Regions from separate parts of the Mus musculus genome. Here regions 1, 2, 3 and 4 are each linked to region 5. Evidence: chromatin contacts called from public promoter capture Hi-C data. All regions are on one chromosome and are shown on one strand. Each heading gives the region's core, a stretch centred on a gene start, on an enhancer-like site or on the middle of the called end of the contact. The rest is flanking DNA. Distances are from core to core; before and after follow the strand shown.

What was found. Promoter capture Hi-C pulls out the DNA fragments that hold promoters and counts their contacts. Capture Hi-C pulls out chosen DNA fragments and counts their contacts.
Region 1: a contact with region 5 is called in a promoter capture Hi-C map of pre-B cells, with 4 times the contacts expected there. The contact joins the promoter of Aff1 here to the promoter of Zfp644 in region 5.
Region 2: a promoter capture Hi-C map of liver shows a contact between it and region 5, with 2.9 times the contacts expected there. The contact joins the promoter of Klhl8 here to the promoter of Zfp644 in region 5. A contact is called at or near these places in 5 of 39 promoter capture datasets (the C10 cell line, hippocampal neurons, liver and 1 more).
Region 3: a contact with region 5 is called in a promoter capture Hi-C map of pre-B cells. The contact joins the promoter of Nudt9 here to the promoter of Zfp644 in region 5. A contact is called at or near these places in 4 of 39 promoter capture datasets (the C10 cell line, the HPC-7 cell line, liver and 1 more) and 2 of 9 other capture datasets (adipose tissue and liver).
Region 4: a contact with region 5 is called in a promoter capture Hi-C map of liver, with 2.7 times the contacts expected there. The contact joins the promoter of Hsd17b11 here to the promoter of Zfp644 in region 5. A contact is called at or near these places in 3 of 39 promoter capture datasets (the C10 cell line, HPC-7-derived erythroid cells and liver) and 1 of 9 other capture datasets (liver).

The regions. Positions count from the first base shown.
Region 1 is chr5:103,752,833-103,755,532 of GRCm38.p6, forward strand. Aff1 (AF4/FMR2 family, member 1) reads left to right here and starts at 1,330. Exons shown (of 20, transcript NM_133919.4): 1 at 1,330-1,513. The coding sequence starts at 1,497.
Region 2 is chr5:103,909,903-103,912,602 of GRCm38.p6, forward strand. Klhl8 (kelch-like 8) reads right to left here and starts at 1,357. Exons shown (of 10, transcript NM_178741.4): 1 at 1,214-1,357.
Region 3 is chr5:104,045,521-104,048,220 of GRCm38.p6, forward strand. It overlaps Nudt9 (nudix (nucleoside diphosphate linked moiety X)-type motif 9), which reads left to right and starts at 1,344. Exons shown (of 8, transcript NM_028794.4): 1 at 1,344-1,626. The coding sequence starts at 1,520. Mir5619 (microRNA 5619) reads left to right here and starts at 2,483; the gene lies at 2,483-2,543.
Region 4 is chr5:104,020,487-104,023,186 of GRCm38.p6, forward strand. It overlaps Hsd17b11 (hydroxysteroid (17-beta) dehydrogenase 11), which reads right to left and starts at 1,310. Exons shown (of 7, transcript NM_053262.3): 1 at 1,044-1,310. The coding sequence starts at 1,253.
Region 5 is chr5:106,695,488-106,698,187 of GRCm38.p6, forward strand. It overlaps Zfp644 (zinc finger protein 644), which reads right to left and starts at 1,343. Exons shown (of 10, transcript NM_001363318.1): 1 at 1,045-1,343; 2 at 156-212.

The DNA of each region.
Region 1 (2,700 bases), core at 80-2,579, 2.9 Mb before region 5:
GACTGGTGCTGTGCTTGTGAGCTTAGAACAGAACAGTGCTTTCTGTGCACTTCCCGTTTGTCACAAGGAGGAGGAGGGAGGGAGGAGAGACAGAGAGACTGACATAGAGACAGAGGGAAAAACCCCGCATTTCAGAGTCAAAATTCAAAGGACTAGTTAGTTCATCAAGGGCATTCCTAAAGTACACGAGTTCTCCAAACTACTACTGTAGGTGGTGGAGAAAGCAGTGTCTGGCAACTTGTCTCACTTGCCACCACAGCCTTCATTCCTGCGAAGGCGTCAGTCGTTCTCCACCATCAGAGCTAAAGCCAGGGGAGTGAAAGACAAGCTTTGTCTTGTGTTCTTATGTAAGTAGTTCTGACCTCTGAGAGGGACTACCGGAATCTGGAAACTTGCGGTATTTAGAAACTGGGCAATCAGTTACATGAGCAATATAATGTGGTGAGTCCCGGGTCGAACCCGGAGCGCACCAAGAAAGTGTCCTTCCAGCAGCAGGCTGGTCCTCCGGGATGCCCCTGTTAAGTCTTCTCCCTGCCTTTCTGCCCATCGTTGTTTTCAGCCGCTTCCCAGGCAAAGCCTGGTGTCTTTCCTGTGTCTGAGTTGACGCAATTTTCGATTGTGCTTTCGAGCGTTTACGTTGGTTTGCATCATGGTTTTTGTTTGCGGGGGGTGGGGTGGGGTGGGGTGGAGGGGAAGCAATTCTTTTAATTTATTAGGGGACTTCCCTGAATGGCTGTCTTCTGTGTAATCGCATGTTGCCTCGAAGAGGGAAGTCGTATAAACACTTGTTTCTGGGCACTTTCAAAACTGAAAGCAAAGTTGAAGAAGGGTTGCTAGCCGATCCCTGATGTTTCCGATGGCAAGCCCCGCAGCAGCGGCCAGAAGCAGCGAAGGCAGTGATCCGATGCTCCCACTCCCAGCACATCCCCACGGCAGCAGGACCCTGAGGTCCCAGCCCGAGCGCGGGGATCTCTGTAGCGCGCGTTTGAACACAGCCGAATTGGGGGCAGCGGCGGCGGCGGAGGTGCGCGCTGCCCTTAAAAGGAGGCGGGCCGTACCACCGCGGCGCCTGCGGGGGGGTCCCGGCGAGCTCGGGCACCTCGAGGGGAGCCCAGCGCCGCGCACATCGCCCCCGAAGTGCGGGCGAACTGGGAGCCGGGACCCCGCAGCGGGCGGTGCGGACGCACCCCTTGGTCTCTGGTGACCCGACAGTGCCCCGGGGCGGCGGGCATCGCCGCTCCCTGGGCTCCAGGGAGGTGCGGCTCGCCCGGCTGCCCCCGGTGCCCGGATGTCCGTCAGGCTCGGCGCGAGCCGAGGCTCCGGGGGGCGGAGGCGGTGCTGAGGACACAGAGCTGAGGACGCGGCTGCCGAGAGCGCAGAGTCTGCGGGGCAGTATCGCCGACGGCTGCGGCCGACGCTGAGAGCGGCGCGGGCGAGAGAGCCTGCGGGGCGAGCGCGCAGATGGATTTGGGACGCCAGGCAGTGTGAGCCGAGCCATGGCAGCCCATTCCAGGTGAGGCTTGCGCAGGGGGCGTCTGGGACCCGGGAGTGGCCGCGGAGCCCGGGGCAAGGGCGGCGCGGGTGGGAGTGCCGGGGGGGGGGGGCGGGGACCGCAGGAAGCCAGCGGCTGGATCACTGCTATCTCATCCCTGAGTGTCGGGTAGAAAAGTGTGTGAACCGAGTGCAAAGGGACCGCCCGGAAAGTTAAGGTTAAAGATTCCGCTTCTGGCCCGAAGAACTGTTATTTTCGGAAAGTGAAGTTGGTTTCTCTCCTGCCGGAGCCTGGATTTTCACTGAGGTGCCTGTGCACAATCCTCCGGCTCTACTCGTTGCTGGTTTGGCGTCTTCCAAAGAAATTTGGAAGCGCACTTAATGGAAACGAGGATTCTCCCACGAGAGAGTGGTGGAGCCTGGTGAGTAATATAGTTTTTTTTTTTTTTTTTTTTTTTTTTTTTTTTTTTTCCTGCTAGAATGTACGATTCCACATAAAACGGCACAGTCAGAGTGAATCTGCTGAGTAGGCAAAGGCCGGAATGCGCTGGGTTGGTGAAGGGGAGCCTGGCTAATGACCCGCAGTTGCTGTCAGGGGAGTGCCCTGTACTGCAAGGACCGAGTCTTGCCTTCTCCCGGGTTTGAAGGTTTTGAAAGGAGCCTTAAAACTTGGCCGTACACCGGTGCCCAAGATTGAGGCTGTTGGGTGTCATCGCGCTTCGGTCTCTACAGCTGTTGGTTACGGAAAACAGGACCCGTCGAACCTTTTCAAAACTTATGCCAGAAGGCAGTGTGATTGCACAAGTTTACAATTATGGAAATGTTCTTTAGCCTTAATACTTGATTTAGGATAGTGATTTGGTAACATATCTGGACGCTGAGCTGAGGTAATTTTAGTAATTTTAGGTCTAAAGATCATGGAGAACAGTAGATTTGTAAACGTTAGAGACTGAGTAGATAGAACTTGAATTTTTCTAAGAGATAAAACTTCCTAGAAGGAACTTCTCTAAACAGAAAACCTTCTAAGTGTGTCTTACTTTAAAAACAAGTTTAATCCTCTCAACTTGGCTTAGTTGTGTCTTCATCTTATTGAGTGTTGGAAGGAAGGGGTTCCTAACGGGACAGAGGAGTAGGGGAACAGAAGTTGCACCTCAAACTTCTGCTAAATCTTAACTAAAAAGCAACCGTTAGCTTTTAGCACAAACAGAA
Region 2 (2,700 bases), core at 107-2,606, 2.8 Mb before region 5:
ACTCTGGTTAGCTTTCGCTGTGACTTCAAATTAGGATTTGGAATTTATTAAGGAATGTGTAACGTTACAAATTAATAGCACTAACAGTTATCAAATGCTAAAAGAATAGTTTTAAACGTAAAAATTCAGACTGGAGATGTACTCAGTGGTAAGTAGTGTGTTCTCCCGGCATGCTCAAGGTTGGGGGGTGGGAGGTAGAGTGGAGGGGGAGGGGTAGAATAGGAGAGGAGGGGTAGAAAAATATAAGAATGAATATAAATCCAAGCGCATACAGCTGAATACAGCATCTTGTGACTTCTTTTTATACTTGTGTTCCAACTATTTGGTATTTTCAAGGCAACATGACTAAAGTTTTAAGTAGGTCAGTTGGTTTGACTGACAAACCAAAAAATAGGTGCCAGGAGAAAGCAGGCAGAGAAGCAAAGGCTAATGATAAAGCTACCTGCACGCAGTTCACAAGCTCTGGTAGCACTAGCAGAGGGTCTCTGCTCAACTAAACGTACCCCACCCGCCCCTTAGCACGGCCAGGGCTCACGGAAGATGGGGAAACAAGACTGAAAACAATTAACGAGGGGGGGGGGGGCGGGGAGAGAGAGAGAACAGCATTAAATAGAAAAAAGAAAAAAAGAAAAAAAACCCACGTGTACCTGGCAGGTTAATTACTGTGGCAACCCAGGTTCTAAGTAAGACCTATTGCCCAAAGTATCTGCCTACGCTAATACCTTAAGGTAAGAAGCAAAATATAAAGGTAGGCAATTAAAGCAGGTTGGCAAGAATATTCAAAACTGCGAGGATTTCCACGAAATGCATGATAATAAATACTGCCTGCAGGAAAAGGAAGGTAACAAGCTCCCCAAACCGTAACATCAGGGCCGTGCAAGCCCGGGAGACGGTTGGGAACCCCAAACTGTGTCCACAAATCGGGGACCCTCCCTGGAGCAAGCCACGAGCTCAGCCTGGAGCAGCGCCACCCGGCCGGGTACGGATTTTGCAGGAGCCCCGCGAACCCCGGGAGGGGGACACCCCTGAAGTCGCCCAACCCGGACCCCGAGCACCTGCGCCGCCGCTCAGGACAGCGCGGCCCGCGAGGCCCGCCCGGATCCCTTCGGTTCCCCGAGGGAAGGCGCCGGCGCCGCCCGGCAGCTCCTCACCGACGCGAGCGCGGGTGACCGCTCCAGGCTGAGACCCGCGCGCGGGATAACGCAGCGGTTACCTCTGTCCGCGGCCGCCGCGCAGGCCGAGCCGCCACACCCGCTCCGCGCCGGCGCCGCGCCAGCCCCGCTTGGACACCCCGGGGACGCGCTCACCGGCCCGACCGCTCGCTCGTGCCCGGCTCGGCCGAGCGCTCTTGAGAGCCGCGGGGGCGGGGCGGGGCGGGGCGGGGTGGTGAGGCACGAGCGTGCTGCGCGCCGCACTCTGGGAAATGTAGTTCTCTGTTGCCTCTTTGAAGAGCGCGCCTGCGTTTCCCTTCCATCCCTCCCAGTATTCATCCCCTGCGTGGGGAATATCCCAGATTTTATAGCTATTCCTATCAGTTTTATCTCATGCTCTGCAAAATGTATACAAAACAGCTTGTGTCTGCAAAGCAAGGAAGTAATTGAACTAAATACCGAGTGTTAAACACAATTGCTAGTATAAACTGGTGAGATAAGGCAAACTCTCAGTAAAGTTGCTGGAAATGTAGGGAAAAAGAGCAAGGGCATATATTAGGATAGTTCCCTGAACTCTTTTTTTCCAGGGCATTCTGAAGCTTCCAGAATCTTCAAAGCATATTCGAAATGTAGCCATAGACCAGGTGGCTTGGTGCAGGAAGATAAGGTCAGCTGTTCCTGTGGCTGAGATATAAAGATACAAATTGGATCCAGCCTAGGCAAACCACAGAGACTCCAGCTGGGCCTGAAGGAGACAGGTGTCATCACCTGCTCACTTGCACTGGTTTGCTTGTGCCAGCTAGACCCCAAAGGTCCCAGAACCTGCTCAAACATCACCCACGGGTGGGAACCGTTGCCTTAGGGCCACTTCTGCAGGGCTCCTCGAAAATGAGGATCCGAAGTCCCCTGAAACAGAGAGCTCAAATCCATCCTTCTTCCTCAAGTGGTTTTGGTCACGTATTTCGGTACAGTGAGAATAAATTGCTACAACTCTGGACCTAGAGAGGAATTTCTGTTGGCATAGCGGGTTCAGGCAAAAATAATAATAATAATAATAATAATAATAATAATAATAATAATAATAAATCTTAAAGTTAAATATTCATAGCAAATGGGGAAAAAACGAGGGAGCGGGGCAGCCAGGACAAGGACCTGTCCTTAGAGGGATACATCCATAACAACAATTTCACCTAATTATTTTACATATCTATAAAGTGAAGATAAACTAAAAAGAAACGAAGCATGTGGTTTTCTAAATCTAGAGATTTTTCTTAGCTTCATTTGAGAATACACAAGCTGGTTCATAAACAGAGGATATTAGACTCCCCTACCCTGATCTCTATGAATTAAAACCAGAAAGGATGTGATGACACCTCCTGAGTAATTATCTGATTGCACTGGGTGGGAATAAACGGTAATGTTAAATCCCAGTCGGCATTTGCATTTTATATTTTAAGTCTCCCCCTCTAATCCTGGATTAAAAGGCTTTAAACCTCCACCAACATTTCAGATGCTGTCTGCAAATGGATTCGGAAAACTTAATCAAGAA
Region 3 (2,700 bases), core at 94-2,593, 2.6 Mb before region 5:
CCACTAGCCTGTTTGAGGATACTAGTTAAAGTCACAAGGAAAGATTTTTATTGGCTACTGCTGCCGTAGGAAAGCCTACATTATGAACTGGGTTCTAGTTTCATTAAAAAAAAAAACCAAAATAAAAAAAAAAGAATAGGGATCTTGAAGGCCGGGGAATGGTGCTGAAGGATCTAAGGTGTTCGTGTGTGTGTGTGTGTGTGTAGAAACAAACGTGTTTCTTATGACAGGAGCAGTGGAGCAAGCTGAAAACAACCATCTCTGGAAGGGGCTGGAGCCCAAGGTGATTTATCTTCCTGAGTGCTCGCTCACACCTCAACGACATGTCTACCACATCTCCAGGAAACTGTGGGGTGGTAGGCTTATGCCCCAAAGTGCAGAGAAAGAAAATATAATCTTTACTTTGCTCCAGGGATCTGCCTATCTGTCACCAGGTTTGGGCAGGGGTGGGGAGGAAATTTCCCATACTTTTAGTTTTTCTAAGCGGGCATTTTAAGGGGTGTAGTATAGTCACGAAGGCAACGCCCTGAAGTGTTACTGTGCAGTCCTTTTTTCTTGCTGTCCCATCCCAAGAGTGCTGTGGATTTCAGGATACTGTTAGTATTTGATTGGCCTGGCTTTAAGAGCCAACGCCATACGGTGTGTTTTGCAAGGCCCAAAGTTGATGATAGGCTTAGAATATGTCTCATCAACAATTAAACGAATGAAACCTGGAGTGCAAGCCGCGATGCACGCCTGGCTTTACCACTTTCAATCTGGCTAACTTTAGTCCTTCGTTCGTTATTATCCAGACCGCGTGCCACTTTCACAGCTTGTCTGTAAGTTTTGGCTTTGGGGTTCGAAAGTGGGAAACCGAGGCCGGCTTTCCTTTTGGACAAGAGGTTTATCAGAGTCACCAACACCACGGACAGCACCGTGAAGGGGGCTCTGGGGAGCCCAGGCTGCGTTCCAGGGTTGGGGGATTCCCTCCTTAAGGGTTAGGGGTCACGTGACTGGCCTGATCACGTGACCGGCGGGACGCCCACATTTTGTTGTTCACAGGCGGTCTCTGAATCCGGTATGCGGGCAAGTTTCGAAAAGCAAGTTACTTGGCTTCTGGAAACCAAACCAAGGTGTTTCAAGACTCGTCACTGACTCATCCTACGTCTTCTCAAACCTCGCATGGCTCACGTGACTCCTCCGTACGGCCCTCCTCTCCTGGAAGCACGTGGTCGCCCCTGACCCTCCTTCCGCTCAGCCTCAGGGTTCTGGGTCTCCGCGTCCTGCCGCGCCGCGGCACTCCAGTTCGCCTGCGCAGACGGAGAGGCCTGGCACACAGGTTAGTTTGCGGCGTGGCCGTAAAGCGCGGTCGCGCGTCGGGTACGTCGTGGGGCTGCTGGCGCCGCCGGCCAGCGGCGCTGGGGGAGCGCGGCCGGGTCCTAGTGCCCGCTGGCTGCAGGTTCGGGGCTCAAGGCGGGGCTCCGGGCGAGGCCGGCCACCTCCGAACCCTCGCGGGCCGCGCGCCAGGCGCCAGGCGCCGATGGCCGGCCGCTCCCTGGGGCAGGCGGTAGCCACCGTGTCGCTCTCGGTGGCCCTCGCGTCAGTGACTGTCCGGTCCTCAGCCTGCCGCGCCGTCCCCGCACCCAGGTACCCCGATTCTAGGACGGGCTGCGGTTCCGAGACCTCGGGTGGACCTGCGATCCCCTCCTTCCTTTTCCAGAGGTTATGTAGGCTGTGCTGAAGTACTGGATTTTGGGAAGCCAATAGCAAGGACCCTTCTCGATCTCTGACTTTTTAATTTGCCCATCCAGATAAGGCGCCAACGCTAATTCATAGATCACCAGAGTTTGAAGAGCATTTATGGTGTGTTGCTCCGTGCTAGAGGTGATACCGAGTCCATATAATGGAATATACTGTTAATATATACTGTTAATCTGAGTAGCAGACAGTGTTTTCTGTGCGCTGGAAGGCGCTGATTATTGGCTTTTGGGTAGACTGGAGATGAAGTGTGCGCACAAGTGCCTCAGTACTGGGAACCTCGTTCTTTCCCTTCTCTCCTGGGCGAGGTGGCCGCAACTTTATTTCCTAGTGACTTGGAAAGTTTGTAAGTTTGGTTCTGTTAAGTTCTCTGACACCAGTGTCTTCCTTAAAACACATACCACCCACGCCTCAAGCTTGACTTTTATCTAGGAGGCAAACTCACCAAGCTTTCGGTTCCGAAGAGGAAAGAGGTTAGTTCCCTGGCAATTTGGGCTCCGTGTGAGACCGAGTTTGGAATTTCTGTGGGCTTCCCAAACAGGAGTGACATATTCCTTCACCTCATTGAAAATAGAATTACTTCTGCTGTGGTTTGTAGGCCCCACGGTGCCATCCCCTTTCTGCTTTCCTGACAGTGCTTAAAACCCCTCAATCAGAGTGTCCTCTTTCTGCTGGTGTGGGTTAACACCCTTTATACACCTTCTTCAGTGGGGCTTGCTGAGGGGAGAACTTCCTGCTCTCTGGAAGTCACTAATGGCATTTTTGTTGGTTGTTACCAGAACAACGAAAAGCTCATTGGTGATTTCTAGCACGACAGGGAAAGGAACACTTAAAGAAGTATATCCAGAACTGAAACTGCTTATTCCAAAGAAAAACCCAAAGCTAAGTCAACAAGTGTTTGTTGAGTGCCTGCTGGTCTAGACAGATGATTGTAAAACATCTGTCGAGAAACAAAAGACGTGT
Region 4 (2,700 bases), core at 60-2,559, 2.7 Mb before region 5:
ATTAGAAACGATAAGCCCAAACCATTCTTGTTAAAGAATAAAATTTCAGACTAGTTTGTGTGCCACCTGCTAGACTCTTGGCTAAATCACCTCACACATTAACTTACCATCTCCCTGGCCTTCTGAAAACTAAAGCCTGGGTAGCCTCGTCTTTCTCAGTTAAGAAGCAAAGAGCCCATTTCATATGCCTGACCATATGCCTATGCTGGGCCTTGGCTAGCTGACCCATGCTGGCCCAGTTTGCATTGTTAATCCATCGTATACATATCTAATTATCTGTTTTCTCCACCAGACGTAGGTAGCCCATCTCCTGTTTGCCACCAGGTCTTACCATCTGGGCTGTAGATACTATGGAGCACTGATTACTTGTTGTCACAATCACTCTAGAGTTAGAGTTCTTATTTAATCTCATGAACCTTGACCTCTTGTTTATAGAATGGATGTACACAGTGCAGTGAGGGGCACGCTAAGCCAGAAGATGCCTTCAGATTCCCTCTGTCATCCACCAAAAGCCAGACCAACACTTCACTGCTAGCTCCTTCTAACTCACCTCCCACCTCAACCTGAAGGTACAGGAGACCGCACTGAAGTTATTTCACTTTTAACTATTTTTTCTATAAGGTGACTTAGATGACTCCTGTAGGCAACTGGCAGTGCAATGGTGATCCCTGTAGGGTGTCATTTCGAGCCCATCTCAGCAGCTGCAAACGAGACTTGACAGCCGCACACATCTAACTCTTGGTATAGCACCTAAAACTGCTGTATTTTCCAAAAGTTTATGATGGTCAGTAGGAGGAGATTATAGGCCACTTTCAGGATGGATTTAATGTAGTGTTAATGTAGCGAAGGGAGATAGCCAAGATTCTCATTGTCCATAGGTCCGTTCATCGTGTGGTCTTAACAGATATCAAATTATGCCTCTCTTATAATCTGAAAAAATATGAATAGTTACTATATGCTCTATGGACTCTACAGAGAACTATAAAGGGTGGTTGTTTGCCAGTGTGGACCACAAAGAAAAGGCAGCGACGAAGCGCGGTTACCTTATTGATATCCCAGAGAACCAGTTTGGTGTTAAGTTTGGCAAATTCGTAGGCAGTCAGTCTTCCAATCCCATGACCAGCTCCGGTGATCAGGACGATCTCTCCGGCGACAGATTTTTTCTTCTTGGGAATAAAAAGCTTGACAAGAGACTCAATGCTGAAGACGATGAGCAAAGGCAGCAGCAGGATCAAGTCAAGAAGATACTTCATCCTTTTGGAGGCCCGGTGCTCTCGTTCCCGGTCCTAAACGGCCTCTGGAGGGTGTCGGTTACGCACAGAGTAAAAGCTTAAGCAAGGCAGAGTTCCCCTATTAAAGAGAAACAAACAACTCGGAAACCATTCCTTCCGCGGGGCCGGGCTTCAGGAGGGTTTTTGCCATTGGCTCGGACTGCAGTCAGAGCAACTGCTCGCTGGCTTGGAAATCTGGGAGGGACGAAGTTCAGAGGCAAGCCCTAGGGCGGTGCGACCCTGATAGCTATCGCGGACTTCCTCCTAGGAGGGCTAGTTACCTCACGCTTTCCTAAAATGGAAAAATCCCCTCCCTGTCTGCAGCAGACCTAGGAGAGGAGAGGTCGTCACGCTGCGCAGTAAAGGATGAAGGGCAAGTGCTAGCAGTGCTCAGGCTGCGGTGGACAGTTGTCTGTTTCTGCATAAGGGTTGCAAATGTGGAGCCACACCTTAAAGGACCAGGAAACAAGGAAGGGGACTCTTTGGGGAAAGGAAGAGAAGTAGCAAGAGGGGGATGGGAGGACGGCTATGGGGGAGGGGCGGGTTAGAACACCTGGCACGTTTGTGTATAAAAGTCACAAACCCATTTCTTTGCACGCTAACCAAAAATTAATAACAAAACAAACAACCCTTCAAGCAAAACAAAGCACAAGAGGGAAAACCAAGCTCCTGAATTAGAAATGACCCTACATCGCATTTTAATTTGAATTGAGCATTTCTGGAGGGCAGAGGGGTGTATCCTCCCAAGGCATAATCAAGTTTTAGGAGAAGCAGTAAACCCATCTCCCCAGGGAAGAGCCGTGTAGCGGGGCAACCAGCTCCCACTCGGCCTCTGAGAATCTGAAAACGAGAAACAAAACATATATTCAAGAATGGTGGGTGGTTTGCCTGCCTGTGTGCACACTATTTTTGCTCCCGGTGTGGGGAAAGGGCAGATGAGGGTTCTGGGTTTCCTAGAACTGAAGTTACTAGGAGCTGTGAACCTGCATGTAGGCACTGGGAATTGAACCATTGTCCACAGGAAGAATGGACAGTGCTCTTAACCACAGAGCTATAGCCATCTCTCCAGCATTCTCGTCCCCAGTACACACTTTTTGAGACAGGATTCCTCTGTGTAGCTCTGGCTGGCCTGGAACTCTCTCTTCCCCAGGTTGTTTTGAGGCAGTTTCTCCTCATTTAGCAGCAGGAACAAGCTAATAGCCTGTCTGTTGAGTGGTTGGTTTATGAACTATAAATGTTATCCGTTGACTTTCCTCCTGTGACACTGAGGATGTGGCTTGCTTTGCTTGCTCTTTATCTTCCTGTCTCCTATCATCCCAATATAATTCTCTCTCCCTTTGCTACTTCTGTTAAGTTTTATTTGTAACTTTAGGCAACAAGGTTCTATTTTTTTTTCTTTCTTTCTTGTTCCAACAACTATAGATGTTGG
Region 5 (2,700 bases), core at 93-2,592:
CTTTTCCACTAATGTCGCTAAACCATGGATGGATCCCAACACGAGAGTCGTCTGTGGAAGTCTCGCAACAAGAAACCACCTAAGTTTCCAATCACGGGGAAGGGTCTGGGACAACTCATCTTCATGTTCTCGGGAGGAGTGGACGGAGCACACACCTGCTTTCCTCTGGCAGAGATTAAGCTCCCAGGGACACAAAGGCCAGGGAATCAGACCTGGAGAGGCAAAAAGCTTTAGCTAGATACCCACCAAGCCCCGTGGCCACCCAAACACTTCGAGTGTTTTTTTTTCTTTTTTTTTCTTTTTTTTTTACCTCTTGGAGTTACTTCTCAGGCACTTAGCGGCACAAGATGTTGCAGACCAGTGGGAAGAAGGGGAAGGCTATGCGCTCTGGTCCCAAAGTCAGGGGAGGGGTGTGGACAGTTACCTCCAGGGCCGGGGCTACAGGCCCGGACAGAGTAGCCTAGCCGCGCACGGGGCGCCGCCTGACTGCTCTCGGACCGCCCCCGTTACTCGGGGAGTTACAATGGCGACCGCAGGGCTCCCCGGACCTCCGGGTCTCGGCCCCCTTCCCCCTACCGCTCACTGGCTGCTCCGCTACATGTGACTAAACAAAACCCCCCGAGTCCAGAGCCCGGCTCGGCCCCTTTGTGTCCGCCACCGGATCCGCCGCCGCCGCAGCGGAAAGGCACCCCCCGCCCCGCGCGCCCGCCTCCGAGTCCCGCCCCGCGGCGGCCGCCGCCGCTCACCTAAGGTTCCGCGGCCCCCCGCGACCGCCGCCTCCCGGACCCCGCGGCCCGGGCTCCTTGTGCAGCAGCAACTCCGCCTCCTCGGCAGCAGCCGCCATCTTAGCCTGTGCGGCAAAACGCGTCCTTTCCGAGGGTTGGGAGCCAGCCTAGGGCGTAGCTCCCCGGGCCCGAGCGCCGCGGGCCGGGTCCCCCCACAACTTCTTCCGCCACCCTCAGTCCCGCCACCGCCTCAGCCCGGACGTCCGAAACGCGGCCGGGGCCGGGGCTAATCCGACCGAATAAGACCCCCGAAACTCACAGTTTGGTGCCGTGTGCGTCAAACCGGGGCGACGTTGGGAGCGCGCGGCGTCCCCGCGTCACACGCCGCTCTGTACGCTACTCGGCTCCAACGGCCCCCTCCGCTCCCCGCTTCTCGCCTCCGGCCTCGGTTCCCACGGCGCAGGCGCGCGGCTTTCCCGCCTCTGCCTGGCCGCCGGCCGCCGGGGGAAGCCAGCGAGGCGCGCCCGTGCTCTCGGGCCGCCGGAGCTCCCGTGCCAATCAGACCCACGGGGGGCGGCAGCAACGCTGCACCGCTGCTCTCCCGTGCCAAAACCAAACAAGGTCACCTCCCCCAGCGGTGACCTAACCACTCCGGAGGAGGTTCCCGCCCCAAAGTAGGCACGCTCCAAATATGGTGGCGACCAAACTCTGCAAGACCCAAGTACCAGGAATGCCTAGGCCCTTTAAGGTGGAATAGGCCCATCTCTGGTGTCTGCAATCGCTAGTTTGCCAAAAACCTGTTCCCTTTTCCAGCTGTTGAAAGAACCAGCAACATATATCAGGCCTACCTTGGAGAACTGGCACAGACAGGTTTTATGATGTTAAACAGGCCAGGTGGCAAAAGCATCAGGTATAGAAATTCAGTTACCCAGACAAGACACCCAAAAAGAAGGCCCGGATTTGGGTTCCTTGGACTCTGCAAGGGCAGATTCTGCACTAAGGAACATGCCTTGATTGTCCAAATTGGAGTCATGCAAAGAGACGTCAGAAATGCTGGTTAACTCTTCAGGTAATCAATAGATTCCCCAGAGGGTCTTCTAAATCTCCCTTTTAACAAGCATTCAGCCATGGGCTTCTGAGGGAAGCAGCGCACTAATTAGAGGTATTCGCTTTGCTTTTGAACCGAGTCAACAAGTTCCTAACCTGTTGAAGGTGAGCTAAACGTTCTAGAATACTCTGATGGGCCTGCCTTACTAAATTCTTTGGTTTCGCTGAACTTTTTCTCATGAAAAACTTTAAAACGTTTTTTAGTAGTTAAGCAGTAATCATGAACTATGCACCTCCAAGCCTTCGAGATATTATTAACATTCACAGGAATACACCATAATTACATTTATTTGTCAAGAATGGGAGTATCTTTCCTGAAAAACGGTGCCTTCAGAAGCAGCAAATGTATCCCAAAGAACGAACATTTCACTATCCACTCTAATTATTTCGCTTGCTAGTAACTGCTGACAACTAGAGTTCATGCTGTGTGTGTGTCAGGCATTCTTGTCACCTGTTCAAGTTCATTACAACCTAAAGTGGCAAAGAGAGATTAGACTGTTGAGCTGTTTCAAAATGAAAGCTTTCCTTCATATATACGAATAGATAGATACACAACAAATAAATCTGTGTCCATTTTCAGCCAACTGCTTGGAGGAGATGCACTTTAGAGACTTATTCTCATCTCATGAGTTTGGGTTTTGCTTGAATGTATGGCTGTGCACCGCATGCTTCATGCCTGGTACCACAGAGTCCAAATGAGCCTCAGGAAGGACCTGAAACTGGAGCTGCAAATGACAGGCCATCATGTGGAAATATCACAAGGGACCTGATCCTGAGTCCCCAGCAAGCACATAAGGTACTCTTGGCCAGTGAGCCATGTCTCCTGACCCACCAGGTCTGTTAACCTGCAGAACTCAAAGGCCTATCA